6 separate regions of the Mus musculus genome follow, and regions 1, 2, 3, 4 and 5 are each linked to region 6. A link is a contact called in public promoter capture Hi-C data. All regions are on one chromosome and are shown on one strand. Each heading gives the region's core, a stretch centred on a gene start, on an enhancer-like site or on the middle of the called end of the contact. The rest is flanking DNA. Distances are from core to core; before and after follow the strand shown. Region 1 holds the start of Slfn5os (schlafen 5, opposite strand). Region 2 holds the start of Fndc8 (fibronectin type III domain containing 8). Region 3 holds the start of Taf15 (TATA-box binding protein associated factor 15). Region 4 holds the start of Slfn9 (schlafen 9). Region 5 holds the start of AA465934 (expressed sequence AA465934). Region 6 holds the start of Myo1d (myosin ID).

Region 1 (4,681 bases), core at 189-2,688, 2.2 Mb before region 6:
CTCCCCCTCTCCCCTTCATGCTCCCTCCACACACCAAGATCAAGCATTTCTGCCGGTGGCTGTGTTAAAAACAAGGAAAATATCTGAGTCTACGAGAAGTCAGCAGTCATCTCATAATTAGCTCTTTCCTGCCTACCTCAAACAACCAGTCCTTCCTGATACACACACACACATACACACACACACACAGAGAGAGAGAGAGAGAGAGAGAGAGAGAGAGAGAAAGGATATCTCAGTGCCAGCTAATTGCTCTGCTGTCTCTTCCTACTGTCTACATCCCCCATACTCATATTTGCTTGCCCTGAGTGTGGCTGATTGTACATGAAATGTTTTTGGTGCTTAAATGTTTAGATCAAAGAGCTTCAAAGACAGCTAGAGACCAACCCAAGCTAACTGAAAACTGGCATCTTCCTATCAAAACACAACCTTTACAATATACAGATGTGTCCTTGCCCTGGAAGCCAGACAGAGCAGAGCATTGTAGAAAATGGCCGTCTCAGATCCCATTGGAATGATCCCAAACACAATACTTCTTTCCATGCCTGAAAATCGGTGAACACTCTCCAACACGACGTGACTACCCAGACTATCCAACCCCTCCCTGACCTGCACTAGTAAACTGGGCTCCTCAGCGAGCTGAGACATGGACCTCCTCCTCATTGCTAGCAGAAGCTTGTCTCTACATTTTTCTATATCTCTGGCTCTAGTGAAAAGAACAGCAACATCCGTGAAATAGCCAGACCTCCAAAGACTCTGGCATTTCTCTGCTACATAGACTGACATCTGCTCCAAATTCAAGTTATCAGTAATCTCTAAGTTGCCTGTGACATCTGGACCCCATTCAAGTTCTTCACCCACCATCAAGGCTTCTTGGGGGACATTTGGGGGAGGATTTTCTCTGATTTGATGCATTATATCCTGAAGGTAGCTGGTTATGTTGTCTCCGCTGCGGAGCATTCTGGTGAGCTTCAATAACGGCTTCTGGTGTTGGAGCTCAGGGAGGCCACTGCAACACAAGTGATTGATCTGAAAGTAATCCAGAAAAATGTAGAGAACTCCTGGGCCATCTCTCGCTCTCTGAGTGATGGCTTTGGCCTTTGCGTACCAGTTCCCGTCCTCCGTTCGGAAATTCTGAGCTTCGTCCACGATGATATGTTGCACATTATCAAAGGTATTTTTCATGAAGGTTTTCCGTGTCACTGCCTGGCAAACGTTTTTCCTGATGCAAGTGTAAGAAACACAGTCAGATTTCCTCAGCTAAGCAAAGAAAGGCAGCCCAATAGATAGGAATAGTTCCTGAGCATGGAAGCAACAACCCAGAGCTTAGCCCTCGAAAGCCACGCCCATTCAAATTGCCCACCAGAAAGAAATGAATAGTCAGGTTGCTTACCTCACAATGAACCTCTTCAAGGACTGGTTCTCACAGATGTAAAGAATGTTGTCAGCTTGACAGTTGAACACATTCCTGATCTTCCCCACGATCATGAGAGCTAGAGTGGTCTTCCCTGATCCAGGTAAGCCGTGAACAAACATCTCTCTGTGCTTGCTCAGGTTAGTTGAAAGCAACCCGTACTGTTGGTCTGAGAGCAGGGCCACAGTCTCAGACTCCAAGTTTAACTCTTCATTTAACAGGGGTCTGAACCCAAACAAGATGATCACAAGAGATTGCAACAGAGCTTCCACCTGCTGTGTGGTTATGAAGTTATAGGATTCGGGGTACACTGGCATTTCTAAGTCATTCCTTACTCTTTGGTGAGAACCCAGTGGTAAGACCAAGGGAATGATGCCTAATCTTCCAGGGTAGCCACCCATGTTCACCAGCTTCTGCTTCAGGGTACGGGCAACTTTCATGGAATAGTGCCTGTTCCCCAGATCCCACTTGTTGCAAATGGTGTACAGGATTGGAACGTTGTTCGGGGAAATCAGAAGAGCGTCACAGATGACATCTTGCCTCCTCTGAAGACCTAGATCTACAGCCCAGCTGTGGGAGAAGATCAATATCCCTTGAGAGAAACAGCGCATTTCCATATTTATTAAGTTTCTTAGTCCTCTGTAATCTGCGAAGAGGTCCTTGTAGACGCTCTCTGGAGTATATGTAATCCTGTTGGGTGACACTAGACAAGGAAAGAATCGGAATGAATCAGAGACAAGCTAATAATCACCATTGCTGTGGGAATCTTTCTTGAATAAGCACTCTTGAATAATCTTTCTTGAATAACACCAATGAGAGTGGAAGAGAGGACCAGTGGATGAAAAGCCTTCATGCCCGTGCCATCTGTAATAACGCATTACACTTTAAAACCACTAGGTGGAGGGAGCGAGCAAGCAAGATTTTATAGAGTATGTGGCAGGCAGCAGGATTTAGAGGGCCAGGACTTATTTATTTATTTGTCTATTTATTTATTAACTGTTTCTCCAGGTCATTCTGTTTCAGATGGCAAGTGAAGCCCTGCTTGGCCAACAGATGTACAAGCAGTGCTTTAAGTAAATCACTAAACAAATCAGTAGCTAGTAATTAGTCTTACTCTACCATTATATGATGTAGATCTCGATCTTTGAGCTCTATCATGTATCAATGATCAGTTTTATATTAGTAACAAAAAGAGAAGCAATCTTGAGTCTGAGGGAGCCCATAACCAGCTGTGATCAACATGGACTACACTGAGAACACAGTAGCCAAGGCAGCAAGAAAGAACCTCTCTTGGACTATGAGAACACTAGTGGGAAGGTGGTGCATGCCTTTAATCCCAGCCCTCGGGAGGCAGAGGCAGGCAGATTTCTGAGTTCGAGGCCAGCCTCTACAAAGTGAGTTCCAGGACAGCCAGGGCTACACAGAGAAACCCTGTCTAAATTTGTCTTTGTTCTATGTCCTGCAAAAGCTTAATGGTGAAACAACTAAAACCAAGAAAAATCCAGAAACACCAGAATGTTTCAAAATATTTTCTTATCAATAAGAGAACCTAGAAAATCTATGAACAAAGTCACAAGATGTACCTGGACATGGTCCACACTCAGCCCTGCACTTGCACATGGCACATGGCAATAATGCACTCGTTCTCACTGCTAATGTTGGATGCTGCAACTACATTGCAACATACTTACCCACTGTGGTAATGGTTGTAAGCCATCATGTGGGTTCTGGGAATCAAATCCAGGTCCTCTGAAAGAGCAGCCAGTGCTTTTAACTGTTAAGCCACAGCTCCAGCCCCTCTCTGCACTTTCCATAGGTGGTTTTGTATGGACTCAAAACAAGGCTTTTCTCCCCCAAATATGGAAACAGTCAACCTGTTCCAAAGTGGCCAGAAACAACAGTTACCTGGAAAGTAATCCTTCTGCAGGTCTTCCACACATTTCAAATATTTATGTGTGAACACGGTCTTGCTGCAGGGTGTGGTGTTTAACATACTCTTCCAGGGGATCATCTGAGGGAAACTGGAAAGGTCTGAGGAAACATGAAACAACCGTTGAGTACACAGAGGGCAGAAAACGCCTCTTAGCTGAACCATTTGCAGATATTTGCATTTCCAGCACAGATCAGCTAGAAACCAAACCCAGGTTCTCTGCCAGAACTGCCCATGCTCCTAACCTCTGAGCTACCTCTCCAAACCTTTAATAGTTAATCATATTGAAATAAAATTATTGTATATTTTTAGAATACTATTTTAAGTATATGTGAATAGAAAATGTGACGGTCAATGGTCTAGGATTCTGAATAATTTTGAAATGACCTTTTTGTTTGTTTGTTTTGTTACTTTTTAATTGGTTATTCTGTTTACTTTTCAAATGTTCTTCCCCTTCCCAGTTTCCCCTCCACAAGCCCCCTATCTCCTCCTCCCTCCCTGTTTTGTTACTTTTGAAGTTACCATTGGCTTCCTCTCATCTAAGCCCATTTTGTCTTGCCTTTTCTAAAGCAGATGCCTATCACATCCCTGCTCTCTGGCCTGGCAGTATGGTTAGTGTCATACTGTGGCTCCTGAAATGGGAAAATGGAGAAACCGTGGTTTGCTCATGAAAAGCTCAGAGAAAGGATTTTTTAAAAATGTGTTTTTTGCATGTTGGGAGTTGACTCAGCACTTCAGAGCATTGCCATTCTTCCAAAGGACCTAGGTTCTGTTCCTAGCACCTATTTGGCAGCTCACAACCATCTGTAACTCCAGTTCCATGACTTCTGTTGCCCTCTTCTGACCTCCACAGGCACTGTTCATACATGTTGCACAAATATTCAGGCAAAATATCTATATATGTAAAATAAAAAAAAATTTTAAGAGTGCTTTAAAAAACAGGGAGGGGAAACTGTCAAAAAGTTAGTTAGAAAGGACACACCTGACACACCTGTTGGTGTGTAGTGGGGATTTGCTGAGTGGTTAAATGAAAGCTGGTATTTGGGAAGGAAGAGGTCTTAATATGAACGTGAGGAAATCTGTGCCAGGCGTGGTGGTTCACGCTTGTCACCCAACACTCTTGAAGACTGCAGCAGGGGGTTTTTGAGTTTGGGGCCAGCCTAGGCTAACCTGACTCAAAAAGTAAACAAGAAAAGAAATGTGGAAGGAACAGAAGTGACTCTTTCGAATTGTCCCCGCATCAACCTCTAACGGGACTGCCATTCTGATGCATGCAGAGTATTCAAGATGAATAGTCAGAGGGAAGGGCGGTAACTTACCATCTGTAGGAATTAATCTCT
Region 2 (4,335 bases), core at 1,213-3,712, 2.1 Mb before region 6:
ACCTTGTCTCAAAAACCAACCAACCAACAACAACCGGAACAACAAAACAGACTCCCCCACTGAAAAAGCTAGCGCTAAAGTAGGCACAGAAATCCACTGGACTCTGGACTGCTTGTGGAACATGTCTCTTTCCTGATTTCCACAGCAGCCCTGCTAGATGAGTGTTAGCCACTGAAGTTGGCTGAGGCCATTTATCTAAGATGTAGAACTTGGATTTGAACTCAGGACTCCTTGCCTGAGATTCGCCCCTCCCCCATCCTATCCTCCACCCCTTAAGTAAATCATGAAGTTTCCTACAAACAATGGATATCTTAGTCAGGTCACAATAGCTAATGGTGACCTAGAATGGACACATTTCTCTCTAACCAGCACACAGTCTGTGGATCCCAGTAAAAATTAAGTATGAAACTTTTTGTTTGGTTGGTTGGTTTTGTTATTGTTGTTGTTGTTTTGTTGTTTGTTGTTTTGCTTTTGGTTTTGTTTTGTTTTTGTTTTTTTTTTTTCGAGACAGGGTTTCTCTGTGTAGTCCTGGCTGTCCTGGAACTCACTCTGTAGACCAGCTGGCCTCAGAACTCAGAAATCTGCCTGCCTCTGCCTCCCAAGTGCTGGGATTAAAGGCATGCACCATCACTGCCTGGTGTATGAAACCTTTTTAAAAAGAAATTATAAACTGGAGCTGAAGAGCTGGCTCAGCACTTAAGAATATCAGTTCTGTTCCAGAAGACCTGGGTTCAATTCCCAGCACCCACATCGCAGCTCACACCTGCCTGTAACTCCAGTTCTGAAGAACCCAACACCATCACACAGATATGCCTGCAGACAAAAGGCCAATGCATATGAAATAAAAATAAATTTAAAAAAATGAATTACAGGATCTGGAGAAATGGCTCAGCAGTTCAGAGCACTGACTGCTCTTCTAAAGGTCCTGAGTTCAATTCCCAGCAACCACATGGTGGCTCACAACCATCTGGAACAGGATCTGATGTTCTCTTCTGGAGTATCTGAAGACAGTGACAGTGTACTCACATACCTAAAACAAATTTTTGTTTGTTTGTTTGGTTTTTTTTTGTTCGTTTGTTTGTTTTGAGACAGGGTTTCTCTGTGTAGCCCTGGCTGTCCTGGAACTCACTCTGTAGACCAGGCTGGCCTCGAACTCAGAAATCTGCTTGCCTCTGCCTCCCAAGTGCTGGGACTAAAGGCATGTGTCACCACTGCCCAGCAAAAAAAAAAAAAAAAAAAAAAAAGCAATTATAAAAGATTTCGATGGGCGGTGGTGGCACACACCTTTAATCCCAGCACTTGGGAGACAGAGACAAGCAGATTTCTGAGTTTGAGACCATCCTGGTCTACAGAGTGAGTTCCAGGACAGCCAGGGCTACACAGAGAAACCCTGTCTCGAAAACAAACAAACAAACAAACAAAAAAAGATTTCATGTCTGGGGCTGGAGAGATGACTCAGTGGTTAAGAGCACGCACTGGCTGTTCTTGTAGAAGACAGAGTTCAATTCCCAGCATCCACATAGTAGCTCAAGACAGTGCTAACAGAACATTAGATTAAGCCCAGGGCCCACTCACGGGTCACTTCAATGAGATTGTACTATTTCCTCAGTAGTCACCCTGCACACCGTTTCCCTGGAAATCTTCCTCTAAGAAGTCTCCCTTTTTTGCACCATATCCCAAGCTATCCCAAGCCCTTGGTTTCTCAAGCTGCCCTGTGACGGCATTTACCAGGCTGTACTGTATCTCCTTTATTGTCTGATGCCCCCCACCTCTGACACCACTGGCACCAGGCGTGACATTTTTTTTGGAGGCAGGGACCATGTTTCCCACCTCTGCATCCCCCAACTTGATGCTGGGTCATATTTCTCACCAGGAAGCAGAGAGTTTTGTGGTATGAAGCAGAGAAAATTCAGACTGACTTAGCAGACCAGTGAACCTCAGCTGGAAGGCAGGTGGGGCATTAAAGTGAGAGAAATGAGGGAGAGAAGACAGGGGTAGCAGAGAGTGGCAAGCAGAATAGGAAGCACCCCCTGGCTAGTCCAGGAAGGTCAGCTAGAATGGGGAACCCACATCCTCTCAAAACTGATGTGGGGCTCAGGGCGGGTGCATGGGGAACCTCCTGATATGTTCTTCCCTGAAGGACCCACCACAGTGGGCTGCAAAGCTTCTCCAGCCTTAGAAATGAGGACCCCAAATCGTGTCTTACATGACATCGGTGTTTTCTTCCTCTGAGAAGCTGGCCAAGCTGCGTCTTGACGGGAGCAGGAGGCCTTTGGTAGCCATGGACCGGTTAATAAACTTAGGATTTGGACAGGGCTTTGGCAGTTGGTCAATCACATTGATAACATTGAGGGCTTCCTTCTTCGGTACAGCCTCCTCTCCACCCCCCACTTTACAGAATACCGTCGCCATCTGGTGTGGGTGGGGCGCAGGGTTGCCACCACCCTCCAGGACAACCAGCTGGCAGGAAGCAGAGAAAAACTGAGGCAAAGGTCTCACCCTTCATTTGGGTGAGAAGGTTTGCAGTGCTCTGACTTCACAATCATCACAGAGTGTAACAATCGGGGGGCCAGCCTCCCCTTGATAGGAAGTTTGCTGTGCAGCTGGACAGACCAAACGCCTGGGTTAGGGGTGGGCTTGAGCCAAGAAAGAAACTTGATGGCCCCTTCCAGCACACATGACCCTCTCTAGGTCACGTTTGTGGTCACAACTACTCGGTCCTCTTCTGAGGACTTCAAAAGGCTTAATTGCCTGTGCCTCTTTAGAGCTGTCCAGGAAGGGGTAGCAGGCTAGTGGCACAGAGAACACCACTTGGCCTGAGCCAACCAGACTTTGAAGAGAAGGCCTTTGCCTACTGATACTTCTAAGGCTCTCTATCCTGGGATCTAAGCAGCAAATCCCACCATAGCCAGTAACGCAGGCACAGTGAAAGCTTACTGTGGGTTGTAGCTCACAGAGTAGCTGGTTTCAGGGCCAGGATTCCAAACACCTTGAAAGATTGAGAGACAATGGTGAACATGAGGAGATATTTCTAAAAATGAGCCCTGCAGCTGGATATGGACTGGAGATTCAGTTCTGTGCTTCCTATCTGTATAAATCAAAGAATAACAATCTTACTGAGCCCAAATTCCTTCAACTACAAAATACAGGCAGAAATAGAACCTCACTCGTGGGTTTTGTAAAACTGCTTTATTTCTTCCACTAGATGTGGTTAAAAAAATCAAAATAGTATTTTATATACTCAAGCATTTCCCTACTTCCATTAAAACCTCTGGAAAATGTTGGGCTAGACAAATGGCTAAGTGGTTAAGAGCACTGACTGCTCTCCCAGAAGACCAGTACCCACATGGTGGCTCTTAACCATCTGTAACTCCAGTCCAAGGGATCTGACCCTCTCTCTGGCTGCCTTGGGTACCAGGCATGCCAGGATTGCATAGACATCCATGCAGGCAAAACATCTATATACGTAAGATAGAACTTGATAAATTTGGAAAATATAGGGACACAGGTACTCTCTGTGAACTTCGCTGGATCTCAGCTTGATCATACAATCTGTAATGATCTGAATTGATCCACTTTCATTGTCTTCCTAACAAGAATGCTACTAGAAGTCAGGGATGCTTCACTCTGTAAATATTGAGTTAGGTAGAGTGAGTGTCCCCTAGCTTTGCAAATAGAGGCTGGTATACACAAGAGACTCGTTGGAAGACTCGCTGGACACACAAAATGTGTGTGTGTGTGTGTGTGTGTGTGTGTGTGTGTGTGTGTGTGTGTGTGTGTGTGTGTGTGTGTGTGTGTGTGTGTGTGTGTCGGTGTGTGTGCTTGTGTCTCTGTGCATGTATGTAAGCTCTAGGTGTGCTTGCAGGTGGCTGGCGCGAGTCGCAAAGCCTCTGTGTTTGCCCTCATGGTCAGCAGATGGCGCTGCAGGCCTGGCCTACAAAAGACGCTCCAGTCCCGGAACCCGGAAGCGTCGGCCGGAGGGGGCGGGCCTAGGGCGCCTAGAGTCTTGCGAGTTGGGAAGGGTTAGTGTCCCTCACCTCGACTTGCATCCTCTTCCCGCCCCTTCGTCCCGCGCTGGCACGCCAGGACCTTTTCCCTAAGTAGAACTGAGGAATGCCCAGAGTGGGGGACTCGGCGAGCGCCCAAGTGACAGAGAGCCCCCAGGGCATCCTGGGTTTGTAGGGACTATGGGCATGCTCAGGGCAGGGCTGTGCCCGGGCCTCACCGAGGAGACCGTCCAGCTTCTCAGAGGCCGAAAGATAAAAACAGGTGACCTCATGGGCACTACCCCGGGGGTCGGCACCGTGGTCGTGGTACACATACGGGGCCTTTTGC
Region 3 (4,184 bases), core at 1,409-3,908, 2.7 Mb before region 6:
TTACAAATAATAATAAATAAACCTTAAAAAAAAAACAAAAAACTTCAACTCACTGAGGCTTGGTGAACACCTTTAAGCCCGGCACATATGAGGCAGGTGTTTCTGTGAGTTCCTGGCCATCGAGAGCTAGTAAGACCATGTCTCAAAAATAAGAACAGTAAGTTTTTCATTTATTTCCAACCAGGAACCCAAAAACATTAATTAGCCCAGACTTTTTAAATTTTTATAATATTTTGTGGTCTCCTAAAGGCTAAATGAGTACTAAAAGTAAAAGGTTCCAGATTACGAACTCTTAAGAGTCTACTCAGTATCTAAGCTTCCTGGTTACTGCACACACTAGGACTTTTCCCTTTGTTCATTCCTTCACTGATAGTCCTTCAAATCTATAATTAATCTGTAAAACCAAGATTTATAAGGATTTCAGTTTTCATTATCTGGCTAACAGGTGAAGGATTCACTTGTCCTTAGATTTGCAAGACCTATACTCTCTATCAGTTAACTGCCAAAATAGCTCTATGCATACCACACTGGCTTCTACATTTTTACCATGGGTCTTTCTGCCACAGCAAACATCTAAATAAGTCAATTAAATTTCTAAGTGTAGTCTGGAATGTTTAAAGGATGTAGCTTATTAATAATACTAGTTACTTACAGGGGGGGATTTATTCTGTTAAGTGTATTAATTTAACACACATTAAACAAGTCACTTATTCAAAAGTCAAGGTATTTCATATACATCACAAAACATATTAAGTTGTATATAACAGTAAGAAAAAAATCCTAACTTAAGCCTTTAAATTTAAATCTTTCATTGAAATTACTCAGTCCTATAAAAATGTCATTGTCTTATATAAATAATTACAATAAAAAACCAACAGTGTGGACCAAATGTAGCAAGCTTGCAATGCCACTCAGGAAGCTGTTAAAAGATGATGAGTTCAAAGCCAGCCTAGGACACACTGGAAGATCCTGTCCCAAACAATCCCTGAGCACTGCTTACACTGAATCTTGGTAATTCCTACATGAAGAGAGCTATTTAATTTTCTAAGTCACGGTTAACCTACATATACCCTTCCTAAGGATGCACTTGTACATCCTTTTCTGGACCTTTACCTGGAAAAAATATGCCAATTTCTCCTCTGGAACTAATAATCCCTTGTTTGAACAAAAAGCAGAATTTAAAAAGAGCTAACTTCACTTCAGCCTAGCTTTTTCCACCATACAGGTACCCTACCCAAAAAGATGAGATTTCTAGCTCCTCAGTATCATTGCTAATCTGAGGGAAGACCATCATTCTCTGTCCCGTCTTTCTCGCTCCTTTTGAATCTTCTCCAATTGCAGATTTGATCATACACATCCCTCCAGGTGGACTGGGAAAACCTTTAGAAAAGGATTGCCAATTAATTAATAAAAGGGCAAATCTTCCAAGCATAGTGGTGCACACCTTTAGTGCCAGCGGTTAGGTGGATCTGTGAGTTTGGGGCCAGCCTGGACTCCATATCGAGTTCCAGTTGAGCCAAGGATACCTCATGAGATCCTTTCTCTCATAAGTAGGTGAAAAACTACCAAAGTCATTATGTCATCTCAGCCATATGGCTTTAGGCAATGTTTTCCTCAGAAGTAAAGAACTCTCGTTCTGGGTCTGTCTTTGCCACCTGTAAGTGTAGCCCAAAGAAAGGACCTTATGTGGTCAACTGGAACTGTTAGAATTCAGAGGACTTTTAAGTTCTGGTTTAACAGGACCCAGACTGCCTGTCCGGAGGGGGGAAAGCCTCACTTCCACACAGCAGTGGCCTCTATAAATACTAATTTGAGGAAGACGCTGTCCTTGGTCTCTAAAGTCTTAAGGGAAATGCCACGAAGACCTAAAAGTGCTCGTCAGTAACTGGCAAGGCTTAATTCTAAGTTCAGGAGATTAACAAGTGGAGGAGGGAGTACAAAGGTGAAGCCCAATAAACAAACACCGCCCCGCAACCCCAATGGTTACAGCAGAGGGAATGACCGTAGCGCGACTTCGGGTAAGGCAAAGTGCTTCGAAAAGGGCTCCCAGAGCGTAAGACTCCCACCTGATGAATGGGTGAGTCAGGAAGGCCCAGCTCCACTTCTCGGATGGGGAAACAGAGGAACGAGGTGGCGAGACGACCGGCCGGAGGCCTCGCTGAGAGATCTGAGTCGGCGCGGAGGACCCGAAGCCCCCAGTCCTCAGGCTGATGCTCAGATCTCGGCTCCCCCCGCCCTTACGATGGCGTAGACGGGCCTCCGCCCCCCCCCCAACTCACACACACCCTCCCCGGGGAGCTGCTCATCTCCCCAGGTTCCAAGGGCAGGATCAAAAGAGCTCCGGGGCGCTCCCGCCGTGATTTGTAGCCAGGGAGCGTTGGGAGCGTGCGTGCCTCCGGTCCAACATGGCGGCGACGCGGCCGCCCCCCTCCCTCCCCCCACCCCAGCCTCCCTCAGGCCGGAGTCTTTCCCTCGCGGCCCTCCGGTGGGCGGGAAGACGGCCAGAACCCACCGGACCCCTTCTCGCCGCTGCCGCTGCTCGCTGACGGAGTCACCTACCCGACATGACTAACAGCCGCGGCGCGGAGCCCCGCCACGGCCCGCGGAGAACAAGGAAAACGAAAAGCCAGGCGGCGCGGCTGCTGGAGCTGCTCTGAGGGCGGCGCGGCGGGCTGAGGCCGACTGCGGGCCCTCGGCAGCCAATCAGCGCGCGGCAGGCGATACCACTGCGCCGAAGCCGGAGGGGTGATTCCACGCCACTCCGTTCCGCCGAGCCTTAGAGTCCTCCCGGATCTCCCCTCCGCGACCGTACCATTATTGAGAGGGAATTGAGAGAGGAAAGTACCAATGCCCTCCTGGGGCTAGGGGAGGAAAGCGAGCCAGCTCGCTCCGCCCCATTCACAACCCCAGTTCTAGTTTTACCGGGTCTGGTAGACTTTGAAGCTATGAAGCGAAAGACGAGGCTCCCCTTTTATAAATAAGAACTTAATGCCTGGGAAAGTCGATTCTTCCTTTAAAATCGGGAATGGTGTGGTCGGCCTCGCTCGGGCTCTTGCTGCAGAACTTGAACCACTTGGGGGCGTCCCGAGTCTGGGCAGCGAGCGGAACGAAAGTCGTGACAAGCTCCATACCTGATCGCCTCCGGGGCTGTTATAACCACCTTGTCCAATAAAAAAATCGAAGTGAGACCAGAACAAAAATGTGACTTCAGTCTAAGTCACGCGCATAACTGGCTCCGGGAATAAGGAGACACGGGAATGGATCTTTCTTAGTCCTCTGTAACAGCTAACTCTTAAATTGTCAGCGCCTTACATCATCTCATTTAATTCGCACAACAGACTGATGAAATAGTTTCCCCCAGTTGCGGATACAGCCGGATAGCCTGAGGCTAACCAAGGGCAAAGGTGGAATTTTGAAGCCTGGTAACCAGACCCTGTTGCTAAGGGGTTTTACCGGAAAGCCGTAGAGTAAGCTCAGTTGGGAAAAGGGCTTGGAAAACTCGAGAATCTGCAAGGACATTTCCCCGAGTGAGTGACACCTGAACGAAGACCTGGGTGATGAGTTATTCAAGTTGAATTGGGCAAAAGATCTGTCCAGACTTGGTGTAGAACAAGTAATTTGATATGTTTGAAGTGTAGCCTCCAGGGGAGAAAAGTTGAACTTGCCAGAAAAGTAGGAGGGTATATAGCTGAGGCCTCTTAGTTTGAACTTTGTCCTGAAGGTGGTGGATCCACCCACTAGAGAACTTCAAAAGGTGGAGATTAGATATGTATTTTCCAGCTGTAGAATGAAGAATAGGTTGGAGTTGCGAGGTGCCTAAAAGTGGGAGAGAGAAGCGAGACTAAGAATTTTGCTCAGTGATCCAAGCCTGGCCTAACATGCTTGAGTCCCTGGGCTCAATTCCCAGCACTGATAATTTTTAAAACCAATTGAGGTAGCATGGCCCAGTACTAGAAAGTGGAATCAGGAGGACCTCTGAATTTGAGGCCAAACTGGTATACATAGTGAGTTCCAGGACACACAGGACTGCAGAGGGCCTTTTTTATTTTTGTCTTAAAACAAAATATTTTAAGCAGGAAGATCACTTGAGTGGCTTAATAATAATGCTAGTGAGAGAGATCGCAGTGCACTGGACTCATAAAGTAACTGCAGAGGGAAGTGCAGAAGTCACAGACACTTAGGAG
Region 4 (4,402 bases), core at 1,489-3,988, 2.2 Mb before region 6:
CATACTACCTGGGTTTTTTGAGTTTTGTTTTGTTTTGTTTTGTTTTGTTGTTTTTTTATTTGGTTTTTCCAGACAGGGTTTCTCTGTACAGCCCTGGCTGTCCTGGAACTCACTTTGTAGACCAGGCTGGCCTCAAACTCAGAAATCTACCTGCCTCTGCCTCCCAAGTGCTGGGTTAAAAGGCGTGCACCACCACTGCCCGGCTACTACCGGGGTTTAACTTGTAAGAGCTGAGTTACATGCTGCTTCACGAATGATGCAGAACCGTTTCAATACTCTCACACTTTCCCTTCCTCCTTTTATCTTCTTATTTTTACAAAATCTTAAACATTTATCTTTAACCATGCATGTATTATGTATGCATGTATGTATGTGCGCATGTATGTAACAGTAACTATTTATGCCCACCCTTGCTCTGAATAAGGACACAGAGACTCATTGTATTTATTGTAAGCTTTGGGCACTGTAGCTGGGCAGATTCTCAGTTACGCTAACCCAACAACAATGGCCTACCCTAAATCTCACTGTAAGGGCCCAAAAATTGCTGAAGGAAGACCCCAGACTCAGCTAGGATGCAAGGGTTACCATTTTTTCCAAGTAGCAGCACCCACAGAAACATTCCTTATAACAGGACTGCTTCAGTGCTTCTGAGATAACAACAGACTTCTAAAACTTAGGGCCCATTCCAAGGGGTTACAGAAACCAAGGTGCAAAAATAGGAGCTAAGATATTGACTGAGTTTCTTAAAACTTCAAGGATGGTTTAGTTTTAAGCTAAAACTTCTCCATGACCCTACAAGCTAGTAACCAATGATGAAGTTAAGGCAGATCATTGCTCCTAGTGCATATGCAGGTAGGCATTCTCTGTTATAACCTCTTATTCAGTTTATGATCTGACTTATGTGCAGACCTGCAGAGAGTATTTTCACCAAGTGAACACTTGCTCTGAGAGTCTTCCAAGTACTGAGAACAAAAGGCAGAGATAAGTGCCCCACCCCCTTTCTCCCTGAGACTTCAATTTAGGGAAGAACAACTCCCTGCAGAGACTTTACCTAGCCTCCCTCTGTGTCAGGAGGTGGTGGAGAACAATGATTAGAAAATACTAAGACAGGATAATCTTCTAAATAATGACAATACCAAAGTTTTGCTGTAATCAGATCTCTGTCAGGATGGAAATTAGCATTTGCTTAACACAAGGATAGTCTCTATATGTGGTACACAAAAACTTCACTCCAACACAGGAGGTGTCTTAGTCAGGGTTTCTATTCCTGCATCATGACCAAGAAGCAAGTTGGGGAGGAAAGGGTTTATTCGGCTTACACTTCCATACTGCTGTTCCTCACCAAAGGAAGTCAGGACTGGAACTCAAGCAAGTCAGAAAGCAGGAGCTGATGCAGAGGCCATGGAGGGATGTTCTTTACTGGCTGGCTTTTCCTGGCTTGCTCAGCCTGCTCTCTTATAGAACCTAAGACTGCCAGCCCAGAGATGGTCCCACCCACAAGGGGCCTTTCCCCCTTGATCACTAATTGAGGAAATGCCTTACAGTTGGATCTCATGGAGGCATTTCCTCAACTGAAGTTCCTTTCTCTGTGATAACTCTAGCTGTGTCAAGTTGACACAAAACTAGCCAGTACAGGAGGGTACATGCATCTGAGAGCAAGTGTTCAACATGGCCAATGACATTGACTCCCTGGAACTGGAGTTACGGGGTCCCTGAGCCAAAGGTGGGTGTTGGGACTCAAACCCAGGTCAACCACAAGAGTGTGCTCAGAGTCTCTGAGCCATCTTCCCAGCCCCCGTAATTATCACAGTTTTGTATTTCTACATTTTATAAGCACCATAATATAGTTGTATCTTTATCTTTTCAGTAATTTTTGAACACTGAAAAAGATAAATTACCTTTTAATATTCACTTAATTACTCCTGTAGTACTGGTTTTATTCATGTGACTCTAAGTGTTACTCTGGTACAAATTTCCATCAGCCTTTAACATTTTTTGTGACAAAGGTCTCCTGGTGACCAAGCCCTTGCTGAATTGTTTTGTTTCACCAGAAAAGGACATCATTAGTTTCTATCCACTAGGTGAAGTGGTGTGTGTGTGTGTGTGTGTGTGTGTGTGTGTGTGTGTGTGTGTGTGTGTTGAATTCTAGGTTGACAGTGTGTATTGAATTCTAGGATGACAGTCTTTTTCATTCAACACTGTACAATCTGGAAAATTAGAATTTTAAAGAAAAAGGACTATGGTGGTAAGAAAATATACTGAAAGGGGAAGTTTGGAACCATGGAAAAACAGGTTTTTAACTAGAATACACATCCTGATGCAGTTAACGGTGTTAACCATGTGTAACAAGTGTACATGCAGTAGGAACACAGAACAGATGAAGATCTGCAAGTACCAGGGGTTAACAGTGGTTAGTTCTCAACTCTGAGCTCAGGAGGTGAGATCCTCACAAAAGCTTCACTCTCACTCTGCTTCCCCCAGACCAGCATGAATCTGAGCTCCTTCAACAGCCCTTCCACAGCAGGGAACCCCCTCAGGCTGAGAAGGCTGTAAGTTCTTGCTATAGGGAGGAAGCCGCCCACAGCCAAGGATGGGGGCTTATCTGGAAAAAGGGCAGCAAGACAGATTCATCAAAACCAGCAGTGAGCTCAGTCTGGCAGCATGCCTGCAGCCGGCCAGAAAATCCGAGCAGTTTCGTTTTCCCAAAAACAAGTAACCCAACCACTAGAAGAATTGAGCCAATTCGCTGTGACCACTGCTAGCCAAACCCATGCTAGACCCGGGGCTGCTCCTCTGAACCTCACAGACAGGCGACCAGTCCACAAATGAAACACCACCTGGCCACAGACCAGAAGATTCTGGGCCGGAGGCTGAGTTCGGGAAGGAAAGGGAGACTTACATTCCTGCCTGTTTCTAAATTCTGCTTTCCCAGCCGGCCAGGGAACAGCGATCAAAAGTCTTTTCTCACAAAATGAAAGTGGTGAGTGAGAGCCACAGAGCTGCGACCTTCAAGGGAGCCAGGGACAGAAGGGTGGCCCGGTGCCAGAGGAAAGGGCCTGGAGAAGAGCTTATCTCCTTTCGAACAAGTTTTATGCTGTCTTGTGTAATTCGTATGAATAGATTCCATAAATTAGTTGGTAAATAGGTACACTTGGGCCGGTGACAGAACACTGGGATATAGGAAGAGCTAGGAGGAAGGAGGAAGAAAGAAGTGGGGAGAAAGCAGATACCAAAAGAAACTAAAAACACCAAGAACAATCCGAACGCCCAATATGGCTAAGGTTCAGAATTATTAAAGTTTAGTTTATTAAGCACATATGAGTTTCAAGCTTCCCGGTATTTAGAAGGCTTCCTATTGGTCTCTGCCCGCGGGCGGGAGAGGGTGGGTGGAGAGTCAGGCAGTGAAAAGGAAAGGCGGGAATTCCACGCCACCTCCGCGCGCTCTGCGCTCTGGGATCCGGAGCGACCAGGACCTGGTGAGACCCTCAGCTCCCCTCCACCTTCCCCGAGGTCCAGCACACCAGAACTGGAACCTGAGCAGCCCAGAAGCCAGGGTGGCACCACTGTGTCTCTCCTGTCTGAAGACCCGGATATTTTCTCAGACTTGGCGACACGTTCCTTTAAAAGTAGGTGCTGAGGACTGGAGGGGCCTGGGAGTGAAAGGGGATGATTCCAGTGGGTGAGAGACTGACCAGCCCAGCACAGGAGAAGGGGGACCCAGATGGGTGAAGGGATGGGGGAGGGAGGCTGTCTCTGTCACTCTAGCTTGCTCTGGCTGGCAATCTCAACAGGAAGTCTCTGAGCTGGTAGAGCCTGTTACTCTTAGTAGGTGCAAGTTAGAGTACAAGCTTTAGGCCCCAAGGTACAGCTTGAAATGACAATGTTGAAAGGGATTCTGTAGATGCCACTGAGCGACCCCTCTCTCTCTAAGATACTGTCTTTAACTGAGCAAGGAGCCAAGAGGCAGAAATATAATTGCTACTATCTAACCCAGGGTTTATAATCCAGAAGCTATGGAAAAGAGCCTAAAATCCGGGGATTTCAGTTTCCCAACTAGCACACCTTCTAAAGCCTGTTTCCTTTCTGTCCTGATTCCGCCTAAGATGGCCAGTCCCAATTTGTTTTGCCCAGTATACTGCCCCAGCCCTTCTAGTGCCTTGTGTGTTCCACTCTTACTTTCTACACACAGTCATCAGAGGCCTAATCTTCCACCGACTGTTTATATGGTTGTGTAAGGGAGACAGGATCACCTTTCTGCAGGTCTCAGGGAATGGTGCCATTACTATAGACCAGTTGTCCCACAAGCCCCTACAATCCTTCAACATTGGCAAACATCCTCTAGTTCAGCCTTATTCTGGGTCACATGACAGTTTTAGGATTTTACTCCCTAAAAAAAACTCAA
Region 5 (4,674 bases), core at 1,486-3,985, 2.5 Mb before region 6:
TAGGTTCAAATACCCCCATGTGGTCAGCAGAATCAGCTCAGAGAGAAGATTAAGGGGTCACACCCTGGTCAGAGCCAGCGCCAAAGCAATGGCAATACCAGGTCAGACTATACTTCGCTCATCATTGCATGGCTCCATTTCACATCCAGTCAAATGTAGGCTTACACACTCAAAAAGCTACTCTCACATGCTTCAACTTTGAAGTTTCAATACTTTCCACTATGTGGTAAATAACTGCTATATAATAATAAAAAACTTAAAACAAGTTTTTGGGTTTTTTGTGGGTAGGGGGCTTTTTTGTTTTCACAACACAGAGTGGAGAAGCATTTATCACTCAAAAAAAGTTTTTAGAGCCAAGCACAGTGGTGCACATCTTTGATCTCAGCACTTGGGAAGCTGAGGCTGTAGGAGCTCTGTGAGTTTGAGTTCTACACAGTGAGTTCCAGGACAGCCCTCAGAGCTACATAACAAGACCCTGTCTCAAAACAGCAACAAAAAGGTTTTGTTGTTATTTACATGAGTCCAACCTCCATTTATTTTGACAAAATCTTAGGGATATTTGTTAAGAGACACATAGTCTAAAAAAGTAGTAGCTGTAGAAAAGATTTCCTATTATCCATTTAACATAGAATTCAACTGCCAAGGAAGATAAAAGACATAGTCACAATGTCGGGCACAGTGACTCGTGCTTGCAGTTCCAGCTACTCCAGTGGGTAAGACGGGAGCCAAGGAGTCCTGAGCAACACAGGAAAGTGTACAGTGAACAAGCAAAGCTCTACATCATAATTTTTTTCCTACCAGAAACTCCTAATTTCAGTCAAAAACTCTTGAGAGTCAGTACAGGGGAATGCCAGAGCCAAGAAGTGGGAGTAGGTGGGCAGGGGAGTCGGAGGGCAGGGTATGGGGGACTTTTGGGATAGCATTGGAAATGTAAATGAAGAAAATACCTAATTTAAAAAAATAGCTTGAAGGAAACCTAAAAAAAAAAAAAAAAAAAAAAAAAAAACTTCTTGAGAGGTTAGGGTCTTCTAAAGCTCTATACCACTTAATAGCAGAATTAGGAAGGTCTGAATACCAGGTTTCTATTTTTCCATCTCTAACTTCTCAACATCCACCCTTTACTAATAATAGGTGAAACTACAGGCACTGGAGAGATAGCTCAGTGGTTCAGAGCACTGGCTGCTCTTGCATAGGGTCAATAACTGATTTAAAGCTCATCTGTTTCACAACACTGTGATTCAGTGGGTCTTCTGCCTCTGTTTTCCCTGGATTCCAGCACATATATATGCTGACTTTAAACCTATAAAAGTGTAATTCAGTCACTAAAGCATCCACTTTCTCCCCATGGTCCAGGAAATAATATACAAACTACTGTGGTATTCAAGGGATTTCAAAACAATGAATGAGGCCTTAGGTCAATTCCCAGAAAGACCATCACCACAACCAAACAACCTCCAAAACAACAAAAATCAAGCCAGGGGCAGTGGTGGTTACACCTGTAATCCTACTGCTTTGGGAGGCTGGGGCAGAAGAATCCTGAGTTTGAGGCCATGGTGGGCTAGCTATACAGACTCTGTCTTTAAAACAAAATAAAGGGGCTGGAGAGATGGCTCAGTGGTTAAGAGCACTGACTGCTCTTCCAGGGGTTCTGAGTTCAATTCCTAGCAACCACATGGTGGCTCACAACCATCTGTAATGGGCCTCCTCTAGCATGTCTGAAGACAGCGACAGTGTACCCATATACATGAAATAAATAAATCTTTTAAAAACAACAAAATAAAAACCCCAAAATAACCCATTTACCCCTTAACTAGTTAATAACATAATCCTAACGAATCTTACAGACTACCCAACCTAGACTATTAAAGTTCTCAAATCTACTATTAGAGCTTGTGTTCCCCTGCCCCAGAGAAACCCTTCCTGCTGTCAGCTCTGCCTCTCCATACTGCTGCCACTTTACACAGGAAACCTTATCTCGATTAATCCCAAAGGAAGGCTCTGCCCTTTGAATTACAGAAGCAAAGTTTGTGAAACCGATTCCGCTTAAAGATCCAGACAGACATGGTGGTACCTGATTCCAAGTTCCTGCCATGCCAGCAGGTACCTAGTTCTCTGCCTCACAGCACTCATCTCATGGCAACTGGTGTGCCAACTATGCGCCAGTTCACGAGTTTTCCCCCATCTCTCCCACCAGCCCCATCTCACTGAGTTCCTAAAGAACTGGGGAAGCGTGTTAACAGCCTGGAACAAAAGGGTTCAATTAAGTGACCTTGGTAAGCCTAATCCCATGGCTTTTAATTAGAAATGCATGAGCACAATTTATAACGCCATCTTACCTCCAAATGTCACACGGATAAGGACCATACCTCGGGCATCTTCAAGCACTCATTCCCCCATCCTCTAATTCATGGCGCTCTGCACAGATTCCTTTGCTGACCAGAGAGGACTTACACACAGGTTCTCAAAGCAAAAAAAAAAAAAAAAAAAAAAAAAAAAAAAAAAAGATAAAAGTCCAAACCCGCCAACTTCGGGAGCCTGAAGCCATCCTTGGTAGGGAAAGAGGACTGAGGACGGAGTCGGGGCTTCAATCGGCTCCCAACCTGGATTCTTCATTCCGCAGTCTTGGACAGGGACAATCTGGGCTGCAGAGGATGACCCGATGAGCGCTAGGACACTGCGTCCGGGGCACACTGGCTTCCCGCGTCCTCTCCCCTCCGCCTCTTCGGGCCTGCATCCCACAGCCCCGCGCGCGTCAGTAAGCCAATCCCACGGCAGCCAGAGCTTCACGTGACAACTATAAGGCGGTGCCTGCATGAAGAGCAGCCAATCGAAAGGTGAAGTGAAAGCAAGGGGTGGAGCTGACCTAAAGGTGGAGGCTGCTTCCCCGGGCTTTCTAGGCGTCTGGGTCTGTGTCTCGCGACTTAGGCCTGTGGTTTTTGCTCAGAAAGCGACGCTGGTTTTCTTCTTACACAATTCTCTACTCACGGGACTCCGGGCGACTGTTAGGCGTAGTGATTTTACCATTGCTTCGATGGAGAATGGGGAGAAGAGAGAGACTCCTATCTTGAACACTTTTTAAAAAAAAAACAGATTTTAAAAATGATCTATTTGTGATTATACATGTGTGTTTTGCCTGCATTCGTGTCTGTGCACTATGCCAACACAGAGCCCGCAGAGATCAGAAACAGGTATCAGATCTTCTGGAACTGGAGTTACAGATGGTTGTGAGCTGCCATGTGAGTGCTGGTAATCAAACCCTGGTATTGGGCATTCTAAATAATTAAAGATGCCCTGAGAAAAGTGCAGCTAAATATCAAATTGCCAAGGCCAGCACGGACGATCTCCTGGGAGAAGAGACATTTCATTTAGGTCCTGAAGAGCCTTAAGATCTCCTGATTCCCCCCTGGCGTGGTGATGCACGCCTTTAAACCCAGTACTTAGGAGGAGGCAGAAGCATATCTTAGTTTGAGACCACCTTGATCTAATAGGGAGCTCCAGGATAGTCAGAAGTATAGAGAGACAGAAAGATCAAGAAAATTATTAAACTCAAGATGAGTTAGCTGAAAAATCTAGTTTTCCAAATGTTGGCAAAGCTAAAAATCATTGTTGGGGTGCTTCTCAAAATTCCGTGAACTCTAGAAACAAGCAAAGACCTGTTAATCGTCCGTCGTCCAGTGTAAAAAAGTAATAGTAAAAACTCCAAATTGATTGTGACCCATAACTGACCCAATAGAATACTTCAAGCACTCCAGGAACAATTCTGAGTCACTGCAAAGTTTAAGGACTCCTGTGTTAGTGATAGGAGATTAGGAAGACAGGCTGAGACTTTGCTAAGAGCACAAACCAGTTGGATGCAAACTTGAAGAGTAGAGGGAGACTGAATATTTCAGAGGCCAAGTAATGAAGTGATCAGAGTAATATTTAAGGAAACAGTGTACACGCATGTTCAGAGTGAGACAGTGTAAACACTCCGAAACTGATTTCAAGAGCTAAGAAGAGTTAAGTGATAATGACAGTGGAAATGGAGAGGTGACAAACAAGGATTGTGATGATCAATAGGGGATTGGCAAAGGGTCTCAAAGAAATAAAAGGGAGCATAGGAAGTAACAAAGTGTTGCCTATACTAGACCATCTGTCTTAGTCAGGGTTTCTATTCCCGCACAAACATCATGACCAAGAAGCAGTTGGGGAGAAAAGAGTTTATTCAGCTTACACTTCCATACTGCTGTTCACCACCAAGGGAAGTCAGGACTGGAACTCAAGCAGGTCAGAAAGCAGGAGCTGATGCAGAAGCCATGGAGGGATGTTCTTTACTGGCTTACTTCCCCTGGGTTACTCAGCCTGCTCCCTTATAGAACCCAAGACTGCCAGCCCAGAGATGGTCCCACCCACAAGGGGCCTTTCCCCCTTGATCACTAATTGAGAAAATACCTCACAGCTGGACCTCATGGAGGCATTTCCCCAACTGAAACTCTTTTCTATGTGATAACCCCAACCTGTGTCAAGTTGACACGTAAAACCAGCCAGTACACCATCCAAATATGGTTTAAGATCATCCTTAACCCTCATAGTTGAAAGACAGAGAAGAGAGTGTTCTTTTGTGTGTGCTATTTTCTCTGCCTGAGTTATCCTTCCTCTTTCTGTCTCCATTCTCAGTTTGACTCTAGCTCAGAC
Region 6 (4,464 bases), core at 1,682-4,181:
TTTCTCTCTCTCTCTCTGTGTTTCTCTCTCTCTCTCTTTTGAGACAGGGTTTTTCTGTGTAGCCCTGGTTGTCCTGGAACTCACTCTGTAGACCAGGCTGGCCTCGAACTCAGAAATCCACCTGCCTCTGCCTCCCAAGTGCTGGGATTAAAGGCGTGTGCCACCACGCCCGGCTCAAATGTGTTTCCCTTCTTGTTTTGTCATGAAAGAGATTCATAGAGAGCTAAACTGCTGTGGCTTAGCCTGCAGGAGCATAGTCCTCAACACTTAGCTGCCCACACCATCTGGGCTTTGTGTGAGCATTGATCAATAAGGTTGCAGCTGGGCACTACAATGCTGGATAGAAAACTGTACAAGTAATAAATTACTTCTGAACGCATGAATCAGAATTCTCTCTATGTTTGTACAACCCAATGACATTTAAAAAAATGACATCAGAATCTAAAGGGTGACCTCAATTAACAGTGGACTTTGCTGGATAGCTCCAAGTTCATCAGAAGAAACTCACTGGTCTCGATGCCTGACTTTATTCTAATCTGGATGTATACAAGAATTTACAGAATATCTTTGCACAGATTGTACACATATTCCAGACTTGAGCCTCCCATACATGGCAATGACTACTATAAAGTTCTCCAAATTTAGCCATTTGGAAATCACAAATCACCCTGCTGTGCCTCCCATTCTCTGATGTTCTTGTGATCTGTAGATTTTCATGTCTCTTTTCTTAGTGCCTAGAATTTTGTTCTGATTGTCAAGACCTCAGGATTCAGGACACACACACACACACACACACACACACACACACACACACACACATATACTAGGCATACCTACATATCCATTTACCGATAGAACTTGGGGTCTGCTTCCTAGGGCACAGACTTTGAGACCTACTTCTTTCCCTTTACAAACTCAGTTCTGCCTACATGGAGATACACTGATCAGAAGAGTGTAGGAATGCAGAACCAGTTTATATAAGCGTCTTCTTAGCCACCAGTCTGCTCTCACAAATGACACAGGCATAGGACAGTCCTATCTTGGAAGTATCTATCCCAGAGTTCTTTCTCTACAAACAATCACCATGAAATCCAAGAATCCTCCTCAGAAAGAAAGCTACACACAGGAGCCAAACTGCAGGCCAACCTGCTGTGCCGTGCCAAGGATCAGGGTGGCTTTCTGAAGGCAGAGGTGCTGCAGGAAAGCGATCAGGGTGCTGTCCCCTCTCTTGGCAAGTGTGGCTTGTTGGCAGCTAAAACATGCCAAGGTCCTTCAGCCTAGTTTACTCATCTCAAATTCAGCCACAGAGCTGAAGTCCAGCCAGGGCTTGGATGCTCTTGATTTCCTAATAGATTCTGCACAGAACATGGTCCTAACAGACACAGGCCCAAATATGTGCAGGTACTAGACAATGCCCCTTACAATGTATATCCATCAGGAAAATATAGTCTATATTTGGAAAAAAAGTTTTTTAAAAAAAAATTTATTTATTTATTTTATGTATGTGAGTACACTGTAGCTGTACAGATGGTTGTGAACCTTCATGTGGTTGTTGGGAATTGAATTTTTAGGACTTCTGCTCGCTCCAGTCAACACTGCTCACTCTGGTAGGCCTCACTTGCTCAGTCCCTGCTCTCTCCAGCCCAAAGATTCATTCATTATTATTCATAAGTACACTATAGCTGATTTCAGATGCACCAGAAGAGGGTGTCAGATCTCATTATGGGTGGTTGTGAGCCACCACGTTGTTGCTGGGATTTGAACTCAGGACCTTGGGAAGAGTAGTCAGTGCTCTTACCCGCTGAGCCATCTCACCAGCCCCTGAAAGAAAAGTTTAAAAAAAAAATATTTATTCACCTTTATTTTATGTGACTGTGTGAGTCCCTGCATGTATATATGTTCCTGCCTGGTACCCTCAGAGGTATGAAGAGGGTGTCTCATCTCCTTGAACTGGAGTTACAGGCAAAGCTATTGTTGTGGATGCTGGGAAATTAACTCTGGTCCTCTGTAAGAACAGCAAGTGCTTTTAGCCACTGAGCCATCTCTCCAGCAACACCCCTCCCCCCAACAAAAACCATTTTAAGAACACCCAGTGTGTCTTGAAATTGGAGATCATAACTCATTACAATCTATGGAACTAATTTCATGGATTTCTTATTTATAATACAAACTACTACTATAAGCTTCTTGGAATGTGTAGAGAGTGGAGGTGGGGGATATAAAAAAAAAGTTTAGGACATGGTCCTCTATGCTAGAAGCTGCAATCATCCCGAGGAGATGATTCATACATTTTTTAAAAAATTACTAGTATAAGGTACTAGTCTGATGACATGCTCACATGAGTGGAAAAAAATGGACCACTGGAAATGAAGAGTAAGCCATGTGGCTGAATGCTGGGGTTCGTAAATCAGATGACCTCCACGAAGTCGCAGCTCCTCCACTTCCTAGCAGTGTGACAAGTTACTTAAGTTTGCTAAAGCACTTAGAACAGCTCTAAACATTTCGGTGACCTGGAAGTATTCTCTACCATTGCCATAACTATTCAGCCACCATTTCAAGGATGGATGGCACATGAGCACAGAAGAATGTGAGGGAATCATAATGGATAATTCGCGCCAAAGCCGCTCAAGTTATAAGTTTGTAAATTTGTAAGTTTGTTGGCATCTACTAGGCAGGGGTTGAAGAAGGCAACAAGGCCTATTCTACCCAGAGTCAGGTCCACACGGCTCCCCGCCACGCTAGATGCCCGTGCCTGTCTTTAGGGGGCGCTGCCGCTTAGCCGCCGCGGCTGGCCCAGAGCGCGTCCCCGCCCCACGCGTGCGCGCCGCCCAGGTGAGGAGGCGGCTGGGCCGGGGTTGGGCGGGCTCATCGGCGGGGCGGAGCCCGAGCGGCCGGGGCGGGGCGGGGCGGGGCCCAGCGGGACCCAGGCTAGAGGCGGGACCAGCCGCCGCCGTCTCCGTCTCGCCACCACGGCCCCCACACAACCCGCAGCCACCGCGGGAGGAGCGGAAGCCGCCGGCCTCGCCCGTTCAGAGCCGCGCCGGCTGGAGCTCTGAGGAGTGGCGGCCGTCTCTCTCGCTCTCTCTCTCTCTCCGGCCCGACCCCGCCCAAAGGTGCCGAGCACCCCCGCCCCAACCCGAGCGCTCCCACCTGAGCCGGCGCCATGGCGGAGCAGGAGAGCCTTGAGTTCGGCAAGGCGGACTTCGTGCTGATGGACACCGTCTCCATGCCCGAGTTCATGGCCAACCTTAGGCTCAGGTGAGCGCGTCTCGACAGCCATGCCGGGGTTTCCCGAGAGGGGGCGCTGCTGAGGATTCGGGGTGACCGGGGCGAGCAGCTCCCGCGAGTGAGTGCGGCGGGGTGACAGGGGGTCCGCGGCGCTGGGTGGTCACGCCTCCCAGAGAGAGGACTCTTCCTTGGTGCGGCCTTGGGACTCCAGGGTGTGATGAGGTCTAGGACTGCACTTTAGGGGTCTGGGGTCGTCCCTGTGTGGTGTCTTGATTAGGGGCATGCTGGGCTTGAGGTCGCTTAGGGGTGCACCAGCCCGCCCTGAGCCAGGTAAATGATGTGGGCGGGACCGGGTGACTTAATGGAACAAAAGTAAGGGAAAAGAAAAACTTAGGAGCGGCGTGATGGCCCTGGCAGCCCCAGGAAAACTGGAAGGTTGTTTTAAAAGAGCCTGGCATCTATCTCCTGCTTTCACGCTCGATTTTCTTTTCTCGTTTCTTTCCTTCCTCTTCTTCTTCTTCTTTTTTTTTTCTCTTTTCTTTCTTTCTGGCGTGGTTCCATCCTACCATTCAGGATGCTATGGAGTGAACCCTAAGCTGTCTGTTCCGGGACACGGGCTATTTTTTAGTTACTCATTCGACGTAATTAGACCCGTTTCCAGACATCGAAGAGACTGCTGTACTTGCCAGTGCCAAGATAAACTGTCTGAATTTGACAAGGCGTCCATGGTTTCAGTTTTTTCAAGGAGTTATGTATGGATGGAGCCTTTGTGTTACTGACATCTTTGAGAATTTAGTTACAACACAATGCCCCAAAATGGGCTTCCAAGAGGAACTTATTTTAGAAAGTCTTCTATACGTAATTATTTCATTTTCAAACAGTAATATGTAATCTGAGTATTAAAGTGTTTTGACTTTAAAAAAAAACTGAAACGGAGTTTCAGCTTGAAGCGTGTGCTTACTTGTTTATTTGTTTGTTTGTGTTTTCCCGGAAGCTTTGCTCTGTCTGTTACTTGTAAACTTTATAGCCAAATATCACTTTTTAAACTTAAACCTGAAAATCATAATTAGGTTTGGATATTTACCTCAATTTTACTGTCAACTACAATTCTGTAATTTTTAAAAAAACCTGTTTTAATTTTTAAATTAACAAAACAAATAATTTCATATGTTCTGTTCTGCAATATGGCTAGGGTGAACTTGAACTTTTGCTCCACCTACCTTTACTTCCTGCTGG

Evidence for each region. Promoter capture Hi-C pulls out the DNA fragments that hold promoters and counts their contacts.
Region 1: a promoter capture Hi-C map of liver shows a contact between it and region 6, with 4 times the contacts expected there. The contact joins the promoter of Slfn5os here to the promoter of Myo1d in region 6. A contact is called at or near these places in 3 of 39 promoter capture datasets (the 3T3-L1 cell line and liver).
Region 2: a promoter capture Hi-C map of liver shows a contact between it and region 6, with 7 times the contacts expected there. The contact joins the promoter of Fndc8 here to the promoter of Myo1d in region 6. A contact is called at or near these places in 5 of 39 promoter capture datasets (the 3T3-L1 cell line, hippocampal neurons, liver and 1 more) and 1 of 115 datasets of contacts at active chromatin or transcription factors (extraembryonic endoderm stem cells).
Region 3: a promoter capture Hi-C map of liver shows a contact between it and region 6, with 3 times the contacts expected there. The contact joins the promoter of Taf15 here to the promoter of Myo1d in region 6. A contact is called at or near these places in 2 of 39 promoter capture datasets (hippocampal neurons and liver).
Region 4: a contact with region 6 is called in a promoter capture Hi-C map of liver, with 4 times the contacts expected there. The contact joins the promoter of Slfn9 here to the promoter of Myo1d in region 6. A contact is called at or near these places in 2 of 39 promoter capture datasets (both in liver).
Region 5: a promoter capture Hi-C map of trophoblast stem cells shows a contact between it and region 6, with 11 times the contacts expected there. The contact joins the promoter of AA465934 here to the promoter of Myo1d in region 6. A contact is called at or near these places in 10 of 39 promoter capture datasets (the 3T3-L1 cell line, 3T3-L1-derived adipocytes, frontonasal cranial neural crest and 5 more) and 1 of 115 datasets of contacts at active chromatin or transcription factors (astrocytes).

The regions. Positions count from the first base shown.
Region 1 is chr11:82,957,438-82,962,118 of GRCm38.p6, reverse strand. It overlaps Slfn5os (schlafen 5, opposite strand), which reads left to right and starts at 1,438. Exons shown (of 3, transcript NR_045932.1): 1 at 1,438-1,514. It overlaps Slfn5 (schlafen 5), which reads right to left. Exons shown (of 6, transcript NM_183201.4): 4 at 3,317-3,442; 5 at 1,391-2,114; 6 at 1-1,219. The coding sequence ends at 415.
Region 2 is chr11:82,890,272-82,894,606 of GRCm38.p6, reverse strand. It overlaps Fndc8 (fibronectin type III domain containing 8), which reads right to left and starts at 2,462. Exons shown (of 4, transcript NM_030224.1): 1 at 2,207-2,462. The coding sequence starts at 2,412. Rad51d (RAD51 paralog D) reads left to right here and starts at 3,983. Exons shown (of 10, transcript NM_011235.4): 1 at 3,983-4,269. The coding sequence starts at 4,188.
Region 3 is chr11:83,471,582-83,475,765 of GRCm38.p6, reverse strand. Taf15 (TATA-box binding protein associated factor 15) reads right to left here and starts at 2,658. Exons shown (of 16, transcript NM_027427.3): 1 at 2,560-2,658. The coding sequence starts at 2,566.
Region 4 is chr11:82,990,166-82,994,567 of GRCm38.p6, reverse strand. It overlaps Slfn9 (schlafen 9), which reads left to right and starts at 2,738. Exons shown (of 5, transcript NM_172796.2): 1 at 2,738-2,980.
Region 5 is chr11:83,289,760-83,294,433 of GRCm38.p6, reverse strand. AA465934 (expressed sequence AA465934) reads right to left here and starts at 2,735. Exons shown (of 3, transcript NR_028363.2): 1 at 2,601-2,735; 2 at 2,337-2,460. AI450353 (expressed sequence AI450353) reads right to left here and starts at 1,004. Exons shown (of 1, transcript NR_028364.2): 1 at 1-1,004. Snord7 (small nucleolar RNA, C/D box 7) reads right to left here and starts at 130; the gene lies at 35-130.
Region 6 is chr11:80,778,492-80,782,955 of GRCm38.p6, reverse strand. It overlaps Myo1d (myosin ID), which reads left to right and starts at 2,931. Exons shown (of 22, transcript NM_177390.3): 1 at 2,931-3,258. The coding sequence starts at 3,164.